Linked DNA regions of Ovis aries: region 1 is linked to region 2. The links are chromatin contacts, called in public Hi-C maps. All regions are on one chromosome and are shown on one strand. The core of a region is the stretch at or near the end of the contact, and the rest is flanking DNA. Distances in the headings are between cores, read along the strand shown.

Evidence for each region. Hi-C and Micro-C count contacts between places; a contact is called where the count stands out from the background.
Region 1: a Hi-C map of tail adipose tissue shows a contact between it and region 2, with 2.8 times the contacts expected there. The contact joins the enhancer-like site here to the promoter of THY1 in region 2. A contact is called at or near these places in 5 of 16 Hi-C or Micro-C datasets (hypothalamus, omental adipose tissue, skin fibroblasts and 1 more).

What each region holds. Positions count from the first base shown.
Region 1 is chr15:29,740,647-29,747,536 of ARS-UI_Ramb_v3.0, reverse strand. LOC105602204 (a long non-coding RNA gene) reads right to left here. Exons shown (of 4, transcript XR_009596596.1): 4 at 6,294-6,890. Among named protein-coding and RNA genes, the nearest start is that of THY1, 47 kb to the right of the region's middle. Within about 2 kb of position 1,791, at least 13 of the 54 cell types and tissues checked have an H3K27ac peak or open chromatin away from gene starts, as enhancers often do. A contact at or near this core is called in hypothalamus and tail adipose tissue, where this site is marked.
Region 2 is chr15:29,694,968-29,701,707 of ARS-UI_Ramb_v3.0, reverse strand. THY1 (Thy-1 cell surface antigen) reads left to right here and starts at 4,537. Exons shown (of 3, transcript XM_060399794.1): 1 at 4,537-4,921. It overlaps LOC105602204 (a long non-coding RNA gene), which reads right to left and starts at 4,890. Exons shown (of 4, transcript XR_009596596.1): 1 at 4,798-4,890; 2 at 4,192-4,221.

The DNA.
Region 1 (6,890 bases), core at 542-3,041, 49 kb before region 2:
CCCTCGCAAGAGGTCCAGGTAGACCATCACAAATAAACATGGGACTTCCCTGGTGGTCCAATGGTTAAGAACCTGCCTGCCAAAGCAGGAGAAATAGGTTGATCCGTGGTCCAGGAAGATCCCACATACTACAGAGCGACTAAGCCTGTGCACCACAACTGCTGAGCCTGTGCTCCAGAGCCTGTTCCACAACTAGAGAAAGCCCACACAGCAACGGAGACCCAGCGCAGCGAAAAATAAATAAGTCTTTTTTTTTTTTTCGATGTAATAAACTGGGAAAGGAGGGTGGCTCTGCTTCCTCCATACACAAAAGGTAAATCTCTGAGTGTTTCCTTTTCCCTTCCCTGGGACAGAATTTTAAGCTCTCCAGGGAATAGCTGGGCCTAGACACTCTCGCAAGGTACCAGGGAGGTCTATGTCCCAGGGACAACTCCAGGCTACAGGTGAGAACCCCAAGTGAGCTCTCCCTCTGCCCGCTCATGCCATACAACCACACTGAGACACGGCCACTCGGTCTACAAAGTGCCCCTGGTGCCCCCTCCTCTGCCCATCCACCCTAGTCCTCGGCTGCCCACAGGTGGCCCCATCCCCATAGTGCCAACTCAGGGGACTCAACAGACACCTGACGGCGATCAGCCCTTCCCCACCGCCTGCCTGGAGCCTGCTCCTGGGCCAGAAGCCAGACAGATTTTCCTGGAACTTCTGTGGCCTCCGGCACCAAAATACAGAGAAACCTGGGGGAAGAAAGGTCAGAATAGAAACAGGCAGAACAAGTAGGGGCTGTGGGGAGGAGGGAGGTACCGTGTGGATCATCCCTGCCTGCTTCCCTCAGCCCTGTCTCTGCCACTTGCTGCTTCCTGCCCAGGCACATGAAAGCTCATACCCACCCCTCCCTAGAACAGACACACAAGTCAGGGAGGCAGAACTGCATCCAGGTTACATTAAACCAGGTAGAGGATGGTACCTTGGCACAGAGGAGGGCCTCATCTCAGACACTGTGAATCCAGGACTTCCTAAAGGAAGTGCTTTTGAACGCCTCAAGGGAAAGACTGCTCCAAGGAGAAAGAGTTTGTGCAAAGGCCCTGAGGCCACAGAAAGTGTGGTGAGGACTGAGGAGAGCAGGAGGGCTCTGCACACAGCTGGCAGCTAGAGCAGCCTTGCTCCACACTGGCAGCCGGCGGCTTGCTTGTTCTGCTTCTTAGACATCCGCAGGAATGCACAGAGCCTCCCACTGGCCCCATGAGCATATTTTGGAAAATCTCTTGTCACAGTCTTCAGCCCAGCCCAAGACTCCTCTGACCTCCGGCATCCTCTCTGAGGCCACTGCTGGCTGGGGCCTTGGCCCTCATCCCTCCAGGAGTTCCTGACTCATCGTGGAAAAAGCTAAAAATCCCAGTCTTCTCAAGAATCAATCTGGCTCTGGGGGGAGGGCAGCTGTGACCCCAGCTCCAGGACACACAAGCAGTGGAGGGGGGCAGGGAGCAAGTCAGAGACAGGAGAAGATGCAGAAACACAGACACAGAGAGTGGTGGGAAGAGAGACGGGAGGTGCTGATCACAGCCGCAGAGACGACAGTCCAAGGGAGCAGGAGAGATATACTGCAGGCAGCGACGGCTCACATAAGCCAGAAACAAAGGGACACTCTTAGGTACACAGGACAAGCTGCCAAAGACAGCCAAGGACCACAAAGTCAGCTGATCAGCTGATCTGGAGGCAGCCTATGGGCCTCAGAAGAGGTTGGGTGGGGTGTCGGAAGGCAGCTCCCAACTCCGGGATGGGTCCACTGACTGCAGTTGCAGAATAGACCATGAGGGGGCGGTATTGCTCCAGCCACTGCCCTTTCGCCAGGAGTCTGGCCTCCCTAAAGACAAAGGCAAACTCCTTTCATCAGAAGCAGCACACAGGGGCCCAGGCTCACTGAAGGGGTAAGAGACACGGATGAGGGAACCCAGAGCATCCACCCCTGGCCTGGAGACCCCGCCCATCCCAGCATCTCCTCAGACCTGCCTCTTCCCTCCACATTCCCCATCACCAGCTTCATTCTACCTTTCCTGTCTCCTGCCTTGCAGGCCCAGAGGGCAGAGCCAGGAGGTGCTGGCCAACTTCTCCGCCCTTTCTGTAAAGGATATGACAGCCGCTATGTCTGAGGACCAGCCTTGGATCCTGCCACAGGAACCGGTCCCTTCCTTTACATCTTCCCTTGAAGGCTCTTGGATTCAGAGCATCCCTCACAAAAGCACAGAGGTCTTGGCTGAGCCAACACTTTCCAGCAGACTGCAGTGCTGAAAACATAACCGCAAGCTTGGGCCACATTAATAGAACATACTGTCCAGTGGAGGACAGCAGTCGGCAGCGATGAAGTCCAGGCCTCTGGTCACTTCTCTTGAAGGGATGTCAGTAAACCAACGTGACCCAGGAGGAAGACCACTGTGGAAACGTGCTACAAATTCAAGGTCCATCAGGGAGCACCAACACCATGTCAAACACTTGATATGTTAAGTGTTATATGTTAAGTGACATATTACGTTTATTATATCTTTACAGCAACTTGCATCATCATATCCACTTTACAGACAGGAAAACTCAGGAAAGCTCTTCTTCCAATGACTATCGTGTGTGTGTGTGTGAGTGTGAATGTGAGTGTGCTCAGTCGTGTGTAACTCTTTGCAACCCCACGGACTGTAGCCTGCCAGGCTCCTCTGTCCATGGGATTTCCCAGGCAAGAATACTGGAGTGGTTGCCATTTCCTCCTCCAGGGGATCTTCCCAACCCAGGGATCAAACCCTCAATTCGTGCGTCTCCTATGTCTCCACCATTAGCAGACAGATTCTTTACCACCAGCACCCCTATCCTATAGGTGTGGTATTTCTCAAAGCTCCATTTCCGGTCTCTCTTCTCCTTCATACATATTTCCTGAGTGGTCACATCTGATCCCATGACCTAGACTTTGTTCTCAAGTCGTTTGCCAAGATCATTCTCCCAGATTCCAGATCAGTCTATCCACCGGCCTTCTCATCTCCTCCTGGATGTCTTCAGGGACCTAGCCTTCCTTGTGCCCAGCGCTGACTCCTGATCTTCGTGGTCTGTTCTCCTGAGTCCAGCCCTGTAGGGCAGCCAAGCTTCCTGCCTCAGTGGGCCAGCAGAGGGTGTCTACAGGTCAGCCAAGGCCTTGTGGGGGCGGGGGAGGCTCACGCTGGAGTATTGCTGAGCACCAGTGAGCACTGCAGTCCCTTTCCTCCTCTTCAGCCCCTCCCACCCCAGGGTCCTCCTTCTGTCGCTGCGGTCTCTCTTCCCTTTAACTCTGGGAAATGGAAAACGGCCCTGCGAGTGAGGGGTAGAAGGGGATTTTGAGCACAAGCGGGAGAGGGGGAAGGAAACACACGCACAGGGAAACACTGGACCCTTTGTTGGAGCGATTCTGCCCCACAGCCATCCAGGGCTGGGGTTTGGCTCAGCAGGAGCAGCAAAAGGGCAGAGTGGTAAGAGAATTTACAGTGACCAAATTGTTGCGCATAGCTCAGTCATGTCTGATTCTCTGTGACCCCACGGACTGCAGCACGCCAGGCTCCCCTATCCTTCATTGTCTCCTGGAGTTTGCTCAGACTCGTGGCGATTGAGTCAGTGATGCCATCCAACCGTCTCATCCTCTGCCGTCCCCTTCTCCTCCTGCCCAGTGAGCAAGAGGATGATAGAAATAATGTCATCCAAGCAGACTAGAAGGGAAAATGAAGATAAGGGAGAACTGAGGAGACAGAAGTTCTAATGACATTAAAAAAAAAAAAAAAAAAAAAAACCTCTTGTGGAAGGAGTTGATAGCAGGCCAGATGGGGTGGCTGCAAGGTCACATAGTCTTAGTACAGAAGGGCTTGAAGGGAGAGGGAGGGAGCAGGGCGGGGCTAGTTGAGCCTGGGCAAGAATGGGGGCCGTTCCCACTGGAGATCCTGGATGCTCTGGGTTTTCCCAGGCCACTGCCCCAGTCAGAAGAGGCAGGGAGGGGCCAGGATAGAACAAAGCTGGCTGATGGGAGGGGCCCAGGGGACTGGAGACCTCTGGCATCATGACAGCCCCTCAGGTTCAGGATCTAGGAGCCTGAGTCAGGAAGTGGAGGGGGCTGGGCTGTCTGGTCCGGGAGCAGGCTGTTGCAGACCCAGCTGTGGGTAAGAGAGAGACAGAGGTTGAGACCAGTCAGTTTTCCTGGGGAGGGTCTGGGTCACTTAACACAGCAAGTGTCAGAGAGCCGGGAGGGAGAAGGGCCAGGCGTGGATGGGAGGTGGGGGTCCAGACTCCACACGGGGCAACCTCCCAGGTGGATGTCAGGGGAGGGGCCCTCCAGGATGAATCACATGGGTGTAGCGGGTGCCCTTTCTGCAGGAATGCTTTCTCAAGTCATTCAAAGGCATGTGCAGCCTCAGAGATGTTAGCAGCCACTGGCTGAATATTTGGATACTGTGTCCAATCTAGAACCTGTGGGGAGTGTTCGGTTGTCTTCCTGCTGCATCTGCCAAGGCCCAAGGGAAGGTGCTGCCAGGAACGGGTGTGGCAAATTTTCCCAGCTTGATCCCTCTTCCTTGTCACTGAGCACCTCCCCTTAAAGTCCCCTGGTCCAGAATTATTTGTGAGCTCTGCTGTTTGCAGCATCACTGACTCAGTGGACATGAGTTTGAGCAAACTCTGGGAGATAGTGAAGGACAGGGAAGCCTGGCATGCTGCAGTCCACGGGATTGCCAAGTCAGACATGACTTAGCGACAGAACATCAGCCGTACACCTGACACCAGGTGGAGTGCTGGGAGTACACAGGCAAGTAAACAATAGCTCTTGTCCTTGAGATGCTCACGGTCCTAGAAGGTAGGCCTTCCATCTTCTCACCTGGCACCGACCAGGCGGGAGACAGCGTAGGTGCTCCCAGTCTTTGCACAAGCGGTTCCCCTTGCTTGGAATACCCTGCCCTCCCCACCCCCACTCCCTCACATCCCTCCCACACATCTCACCTGCTTGATCAGCTCCTCTGCGAGTAACATCAGCTTTGATGTCCCTCGATCTGGGAAGACCTCCTGGAATGCCCAGTTATGAGTGCCACCTCCCCACTCCCACTCCCCCACCGACCTCCCCTGCCTTAGCTGAAGTTGTGAAGATGTGGTGCAGTTGTGGTTTGACGGTGTGACCTCCAGAGTCAGAGTCCAGAGGTGGCCTTCGAATCCTGGTGTCTTCCCTGACCAGCTGAGGGTGCCTGGGTAACTTACTTGACTTCTATAAGTATCAGTTTCCCCATCTGTTAGATGGAGTGGGGGGAGGGATTTGTTTTGGTTTTTCTTCTATTTTTTTCAGCTTTTTTTTTTCCAATTAAGATTTTTCTGATGTGGACCATTTTTAGTCTTTATTGAATTTGTTATGATATTTTATGTCTTGGCTGCAAAGCATGTGGGATCCTAGCTCCCTGACCAGGGCTTGAACCTGCACCCCCTGCAATGGATGGCAAAGTCTTAACCCCTGGACCACCAGGGAAGTGCCCGTTTTTCAGCTTTCTTGAGCTGTAATTGACATAGAACAGTGCTTAAGTTTAAGGTGTACAACATGTGGATTGCGTGCTAATATGTCACCAGAGGTTCACTAGCACGGCTTAGCTAACATGCTTTCCTGTCACATAATTACCATTTCTTTTTTGTGGTCTGAACATTTCAGATCTACTTTCTTAGCACATTTAAGTGTATAATACAGTATTGGCTACAATCCCCTTGGGGCACATTATTGTTGTTTAGTTGCCCTGTCGGTTCTGACTCCGTGACCCCCGTGGACTACAGCACGCCAGGCTTCCCTGTCCCTCACTATCTCCTGAAGTTTGCCCAAATTCATGTCCGTTGCATCGGTGATGCCATCCAGCCATCTCATCCTCTAATGCCCTCTTCTCTTTCTGCCCTCAATCTTTCCCAGCATCAGGGACTTTTCCAATGAGTCAGCTGTTCATATCAGGTAACCAAAATACTAGAGCTTCAGCTTCAGCATCAGTCCTTCCAGTGAGTATCCAGGGTTGATTTCCCTTAAGATTGACTGGTTGGATCTCCTTGCTGTCCAAGGGACTCTCAGGAGTCTTCTCCAGCACCACAGTTCGAAGGCATCAACTCTTTGGCCATCTGCCTTCTTTATGGTCCAGCTCTCACATCTATACATGACCGCTGGGAAGACCATCTAATGTAATGCTCTACATTAGATCCCCCAAATTTGTGCATCCTCTTTTTGCAATTTTTGAGCTATAACTGACCCCCTAACTTTATATCAGTTTCAGGTATACAATGTAATGATTCAATATTTGTGTATATTGTGAAATGGTCACCACCACAGGTCTAGTTAACATCCATTACCACACAAAGTTCTAAGTTGTTTTTTCTTCGAATGGGAACTTTTAACTTGCACTCTCTTAGCAATTGTGAAATATACAAAGAGGTGTTATTACCTAGAGTCACCATGCTGTACTTACACCCTCAGGAAAGGATGAAGGTTTTAATAGCACCTATTTCATAAGATTATTATGAAAATCAAGTAAGAAATACCCCATAAAGCAACTTAGCACTGTGCCTGGCAAACAAATTTCAAATAAGTATTTAGTGGCTATTATGATTATTTTACTTCTGTAGAACTGATTGCATTAAGCAACAGCCCTGGAGGGTTGGTACCAGCACTCTGGCCAAGATCCTGCAGCAAGCTAAGTGCTCAATATAAGACTGTTGAGTAAATGACAACTTTAATCCCTTAACTGATACCACTGAACCCTCTACTTCTGGCCATTTCTCTTTTTTTGGCCCAGCCTCCTGGTGCTGCAAACTGAGGGTCCATCTGGCTGAAGAGGGTCAGGAGGAGAGCTGTGGGAGGGCGGTGTGGCGGGAAGTCAGGGAGA
Region 2 (6,740 bases), core at 3,288-5,787:
GCAGTTTCAAGACTTTTTAATTTCATAGACTAGTCATATTTCCAAAGAAGTTTGAGGAGCAACAGAAAATTACCACTTTTATTTTTGTGCCTAGAAGGGACATTAAAAAAACATACCATCTACCACCATTGGTTCAAAAAAGTAGAAAGGTATAAGCTTAGAACAAGAGTACAGACCATCCCAAGGAAGGGCGAGTGTGTAGCCTCAATTAGACCAAAATTAGGACTCAACAGTATGTATTGTCTTGATATCTGATCAAATTGTGGGGGGCTCAAGTGGCTTAACCACAAATTCTATTTCCCAGTTATTAGCTTCTGTTGATAAGTTCCTCTAGTCAATTAACCTTCTTTTTTCCTTCTTATCCCTGAGAATCAGCCTTCAGTTCCCTACCAGTCCACAGAATTATTCAAACCAGCCAATCATATCCTCCTGCGGGAAATGAGCATTCCACCCTTTGGATACCACAAAGCCTCCCAGAGCTCCTGTTTGTTTACTATTCGAGTGCAGCTCCTGAGTGGCAGGGCCTGGCATGTGGTGTCTTTCTCTGGGCTCTAAGTACAGGTGACTAATAAACTGCTGTTTATTAGTCAATCACATCTGTACAGTGTCAGGGTCAGACAGGGACTACTTTTTGCCATATCAGTTAAACAAGGATATCAAGTTCATACATGCTCAGTCACGTCTGACTCTTTACCACCCCATGAATTATATTTCTCGGTTCATGGGATTATCCAGTCCAGAATACTGGAGTGGGTTGCCATTTCCTCCTCCAGGGGATCTTCCCAACCAGGGGCTGAGTCTCCTGCATCTCCTGCAGCTCCTGCACTGGCAGGTGGCTTCTTTTCCACTACCACTTCTTTACCTGGGAAGCCCCTCAGTCATCAGCCATCACAGCCCTCCAAGGTGAGCTAGTGAGCCCTAAGGGCACTCAGGAAGGAAAAGAATACCTGCCATCTAGCAGCCGTCAGACTACAGCCACTCCCTATGGTGGGCCCTGACGCTCAGGACGTGAAAACACAGGCTGCTGGCCCCAGATAGCTGAGATGCACCTGAAAGCAATAATTTCAATGAGTGAGCCCAGACTCTTGCGCCTTCCCATACACAGAAAAGCGCTAAATTCCTTAACTTGGGGATTCTGATTTTCTTTAATTAACAATAATCTTTTGATGTTCAGACTGCCTGCCAAACTTCTCTATAACCTGGCTCCTCCCCTCGCCTCCTCTGAGCAGTTCTCTCAGGGTCACTTGTGATGCAGTCTCCCGTGCTTGAAGTCCTAAAAATTCCCACCAAATAAAACAGAACTCTTAACTTTTAGGTTGTGACTATTTTGTTAAGTCAACAGGTTTTATGTGTTTGACCATCTCCAAAACCCTAGGATGGGAATCTGGGAATTCTCCCTTATCAACAGAGTGAAGGGGAGGCGATCAAAACCGTGTAGTAGCCTGACAGGTATGTTCAGAGTACTCCACAACGTCCTTGTTTTTCCCATTTCATCCAGACCAGTGAAGTCAGTCCAGCAGAAGGCTGAAGACCCGCCCTGGAAGGAGTGGAGCACGCTGTACCTGGAATCAGAAGATCTGCAGTCTAGCTTGTCTTGGCTGTGTTTCATAATATTTGTCTGACCTTTGACAGATCATTATCCTTTGGGGGCCTCATTTTTCAGCTACAAAATGATGAGATGGCTTCTGCCACCTCTGTGATTTTATAAAGACAATCAGATGAAATCAGGAAATAGAGTGAATGGCTGGTAGACCCTTTGTTAGCCTAAAGGAAGGTGCATTTTGAGAGGAGCATTACTCCATGCATCTCCAGATGGGGCGCCCAGAGGTGATGGGAAAGACCTAAGGGACCCGCAGGGCAGCCACAGTAAGTCGGGAAATCTTGCCTTGGGTGGATAAACCCTTTCTTCCTGCTTTCAGCACTCCTATCCTGTGCCATTAGAAAATGGGAGTTTTTAAATCTCCTCCCCCTCAGGACCCTGTGTTCCATCCCAGCCCCTAAATTGATCATTTGAGCCATTCACTCCATCCAGTCAGACACCTTGGTTTAGCAGACACACTATTGCCACACTCCCCTCCCCTTCCTGAAGCAAAGTGCTTGGGGACCCAAAAAATAGGCCAGGTCCTTGAAACCTTATCAAAATAGCACAGCCAGGCCTTCCAGCCAGCAACACTCAGCGACTGGGCCATAGAGTGGGAAACAGAGCATCCAGGGTCTTATCCAGACAGAGCTCAGATATTTTCTGTTGTTAAGGGGCCTGTGGGTATCCTCATGTCTTGCCCAAAGGAAAAAAAAAAACCATCTCCAACCCCATGGGGGTAGGAGGCAGGATTAGGCTGAAGCAAAAGCAACTAAAGCAACTGTGTTTTGATAGGAAAGATCCTTGGATTGAGAACCAGAAAGCTGGTGAGCAGGAAAGAAGACAGAGTGGAGTGCCAAGGAGGAGGCTAGCGTGTCCAGAATGCAGCAGGAAGAAGAATGGGAAAGATGAGGTGGTGGTGGAGGTCAGCCACCAGGGGCAGGACATCCAGGCACTTAAAAATTACCCTCCTGGTGGTCCAACGGTTAAGAATTTGCCTTGCAATGCAGAGGACACTGGCTCAACCCCTGGTCCGGGAAGATTCCAGGTTCCACATGCCACGGAGCAACTAACCCTACGCGCCACAAATACTGAGCCTGCACTCCGAAGCCCACAAGCTGCAACTTCTGAGCTCGTGTGCTGGAACTACTGAAGCTCTCAGTCTCTAGAGCCAGTGCTCCAAAACAAGAGGCCATCGCAATGAGAAGCCCACATACCACAACCAGAGAAAGCCTATGCCCAGCAACAAAGAGCAGCCAAAATTAAATCCATAAATACTTTTTTAAAAAATTACCCTCCAGACAATAAGAAGCCAGGTCACCTCATCTATGAAAAGGGATGGTCTGCAGTTCCCAGGTCCTGGGAGCCTGTGAAATGTAGACTCCGGGAGCCCTACTACTAGGCTAGGAAAATCCCAGGTGGGCAAGAGCAGCTACATTTCTCATAAAGTGCTCCAGGAGCTCCTGCTGTTTACCAGAGCCAAGGCTCTGTGGATTGGACCATCTGTGAGGCTTGTTCCAGTTAGAAAGTTCCATCACTCTAAGTGCTGGGAGGCCACCTAACCTCCAAAGGAGGGAGAAGGAGTGGGAGGGAGAATCCCCCATTTGCTAGCCCAGGGATGGCTTCCAACAGTACCATTACAGTAATGGAAACTGCAGAGAAGGTGCCAACACCATCTCTGCAAAGAAATAGGAGAATGGCTGGGGGTGCGGGGGGTGGGGCAGGGTCAGCCCACAGGATGTCTCAACCAGAATTCACAAAGAGGCCACAAGGAGGCAAATTAATCAAATAAACCTTTGTTCAAAAAAAAAAAAAAAATTGGAGGCACAAGTCATCAGCACTGGCTATTAAAAAAAAAAAAAACGTTCCAAGGGCTTCTGGTGACTTCAAATTAATGGAGCAAGGACAGATGCCCCAGAAGATCAAAGCGTGGTATCTGCTATTCTTGCTAGTGGTCCTGCCTCCTCTCCCTTCCCACAGTTGCAGAATTTCCCTTTCCCCTGGACTGAAATGCAGCAGTGGAATATAGCTCAGCACCAAAGACTTGGGACTCCAAAGACTTGGGGCTCCATAGCCCAGGTCAACTGGCCATCTCTCCACCTCTTAGCCATGAAATGGGATGAGATGATCCCAGCAGACTGTGGCCATGGATGGAACAGGCCAAGCAGAGTGTTTTCTAGAGGGCAGCAGCACCCTGCCTCTTGTCTGAAGACCAAGCACACAGCGCTCAGGGACTTGGGTGGCTGTGAGGGGTAAGAGGAGAACATGAAATCGAGAAGAACCTTCTAGCTGTCTTCAACAGGAAGTGCCAGCCCCGGAGCTGAGGGACACAGTGCCCAAGAGCAGAAAGCCTCTTAAGAGATGGGTGTTCTAGGCTGGGTGAGGAGTTGGGGCAGGGCTGGGGACCAGGAAAGACCAAGTGCTGCCCTTAAGGGCTGTTGCCATGTGGAAATACACCCCGCTATCCTCCTTTGGAGAAAACCTGGAATATTCCAACACCAAAAACCTCTCACTGACTGCTCCCGCGGAGATGAGTTCTAGGTGAAACGGAAACGAGGCGTGGGCGTTGCCTACGGGGGCCCAGCAACTGGCTTCCATCCACCATTCCTTACCCCCTCGGTTTTCGCGCAGGCTTCCAAAACCTAGGTCAAAGGAAAGGGTTAAAGCTTAAAAGGGGAGCGGTCTTGGCGGGGCTCTGGGAGGCGGCTAGCGTTCCCTGAGCGACCCCAGCCCGATCTCCAGGGTCCAGAACCCTGGCCTCCCAGGCCAGGCCAGCCGGCCACAGGATGGCGGCCCCCTTTTGCTGCAGAAGTCCCCTCTTTCTATCTCGGGCCGCCGCCTCCTCCCTCCACCACCCTTTTTCTCTGCCGCTCAGCCTCTGATTGGCCGAGCCCCCGGGCCCTCCCCGCTCCCCCTCTCCCACCCCTGGTGAAAACTGCGGGCGCGGGGTAAGGTGCAGCAACTGGAGGCGGCGGCGCGTCTGCGGGCGGCTGCAGCGGCGGAGGACCGGAGGCCAGGTGGGAGCTGGAGCCAGGGCGGGACCCGGGGCGCAGGGATAGATAGGTCTCCGGTGCCCAAGCAAGCCCTCCCAACGCGAGGCTTTGGAAAACGGACCGAGGGCGCCCTGGGAAGGAGCTGCGCAGTGCTTGGGGAGGGGCCTGCTTGCAAGGCAGGGGCGGGAGCAGCGGCGCACCTTTCGCCCGCTGGGAGACGTTTACCTGGGACTGGAGTGCTGGAGGAGAACCGGGAGGAGAGCGGCAAGGACAGGCTTGGGTTCTGCTCTCCACCCAGAAGTACCCAAACCCAGATCGTAAAGGCGCGGGGGCGGGGCGGTGAGACTGGGTGAGACTAAGGGAACGGAGGACCGAAAACCGAAGGCAGTCTCTGCCCTGCGACCTCGCGGCGGGCTTGGTGCGGGGCCTCCAAGGAACGGGAAACCGCAGTGCCGCGAGGCCGGGGGGAGGAGTGCGGGGGGGGCGGGCCACCGGGAGAAAGGCCTGCAGACGGCGGAGGCGAGAACCGGAGAAGGATCAGCGAGGGGGAAGGGGGACCTCAATTGGAAAAGGAGAGGCTTGAAATAGGGAAACGGAATAAGGATGGGGTTAGTCGAATGCGGGCTAGAGTGGGCGGGAGCGCGAAGCTTCTCCGGGTTCTGAGCTGCGGGGAAACAAGGCCAGGGAAACGCTAACAGACGGTGCCTCCCCTATAGCGTCCACCCCACCCTTCCGCTCTGCATCCCCTTCCAGCTCCAGCCCCATTTCTTCCTTTCTAGTTCTAGCCGCCTCCCCGCTTCCTCTCTAGATCCCAAGCTCGCCACCCGCCTCTGTAACTCGGTGTCTGCTAATCAAAACCAGATGTTGCCACCCCCCTTTCTTCCCCAACGGCACCTCCGGGTCCCTTTCGGCGGGGGTCTGAAAGGGAACTGACTGCAGCGCAGGCGCCCGGGGACCCCAGCCTCGCCCCTCCCTCCCCGCACTGGGCAGAGCGCCGGGGACCTGGACGCCGCTAGCGGCGCGCCCTGCGCGCGGGAGCGCTAGCACCGGGGCACGGCCCTCCTGTGGCCTCTCCCAGGCGAGCGCTGCTGCGGACAGGCTAGGCTACCCGCTCTGTTGCCTCGCCAGGATACTGATTGAGCCCAGGCTGCAAAAAAAGATGGGGCAGAGAGCCGAGTCAGAGAGGCTACCAGCAGCCGGACTGGAAAATTGCAGGTCCAGGAACCCCGCCCAGAGAGCTGAGCAATAGAAAACGTCTTGGTTCCGACGCTGAGAACACATGCAATAGGAGGCCACTGTCACCTTCCTCACACACAACCAGAGACACGTTTAGATGTGTGCCACGTGGGGCCCCACACACACATGACCGACCACCCAGCCATCATCCCCAGCCACACAGTCGGTCAGAGATGGACGCTTGTGGATCACTTACTCTTGAACAGTGCCAGATGTTTGTCATTTTCCTTAAGCCCATCACAACCCGGTGCGTATCTAAAGCCAGGTTCATTCAGTATCTTTCAGACATCTGTTATATGCCATCTGTTATAGCTGTTTAGGTATTGGGGAGTTTCTTCAGAACAAGAAATAGGAAGTCCCTGAATGAGAAGGTTTTGTTTCATGGGTAGAGAGTTGTGGTTTTTGCAAGATGAAAAGGTGTTTTGCTGAACTTTCATTTCAGGTTGGAAGGATCCTTAACAAAAGAAACCACAAATAAATATACAATTTCAATATTTAATAGAGGCTTATTTATATATAATCATTAAAAGACAAGAGAAATAGGAAAAGTAAAGTAACAGCATATACATCACCAAATTGGGCTGACCAACATCCAGACTTAAACAGCACTGGGAAGTCCCAAATAACAGCAGTCTGGAGTCCCAGCTGGAAAAATGTCCCAGGCTGTGCGTCCACTTAGCGGGTGAGACTTCAGATTGCAGTTTTGGGGGTTCCTGCTGATAATCCCAGGCCTTACAGTGATAGCATCATTTGTTTGCATGCAGAAATGCTCTTCTGCATTTTTTACTTATTTAACCCTTTGACAATGCTGTTTGTTTCACCTTATGAGTCATAGGATTTCATTAGACCCTGGGAGATTGGCCAGACCTTCAGGAGTTCAAGAATTCCAAGACCCGCTCTTTTTTCTTTTTTCTTGACTAAAGCGCCACCTG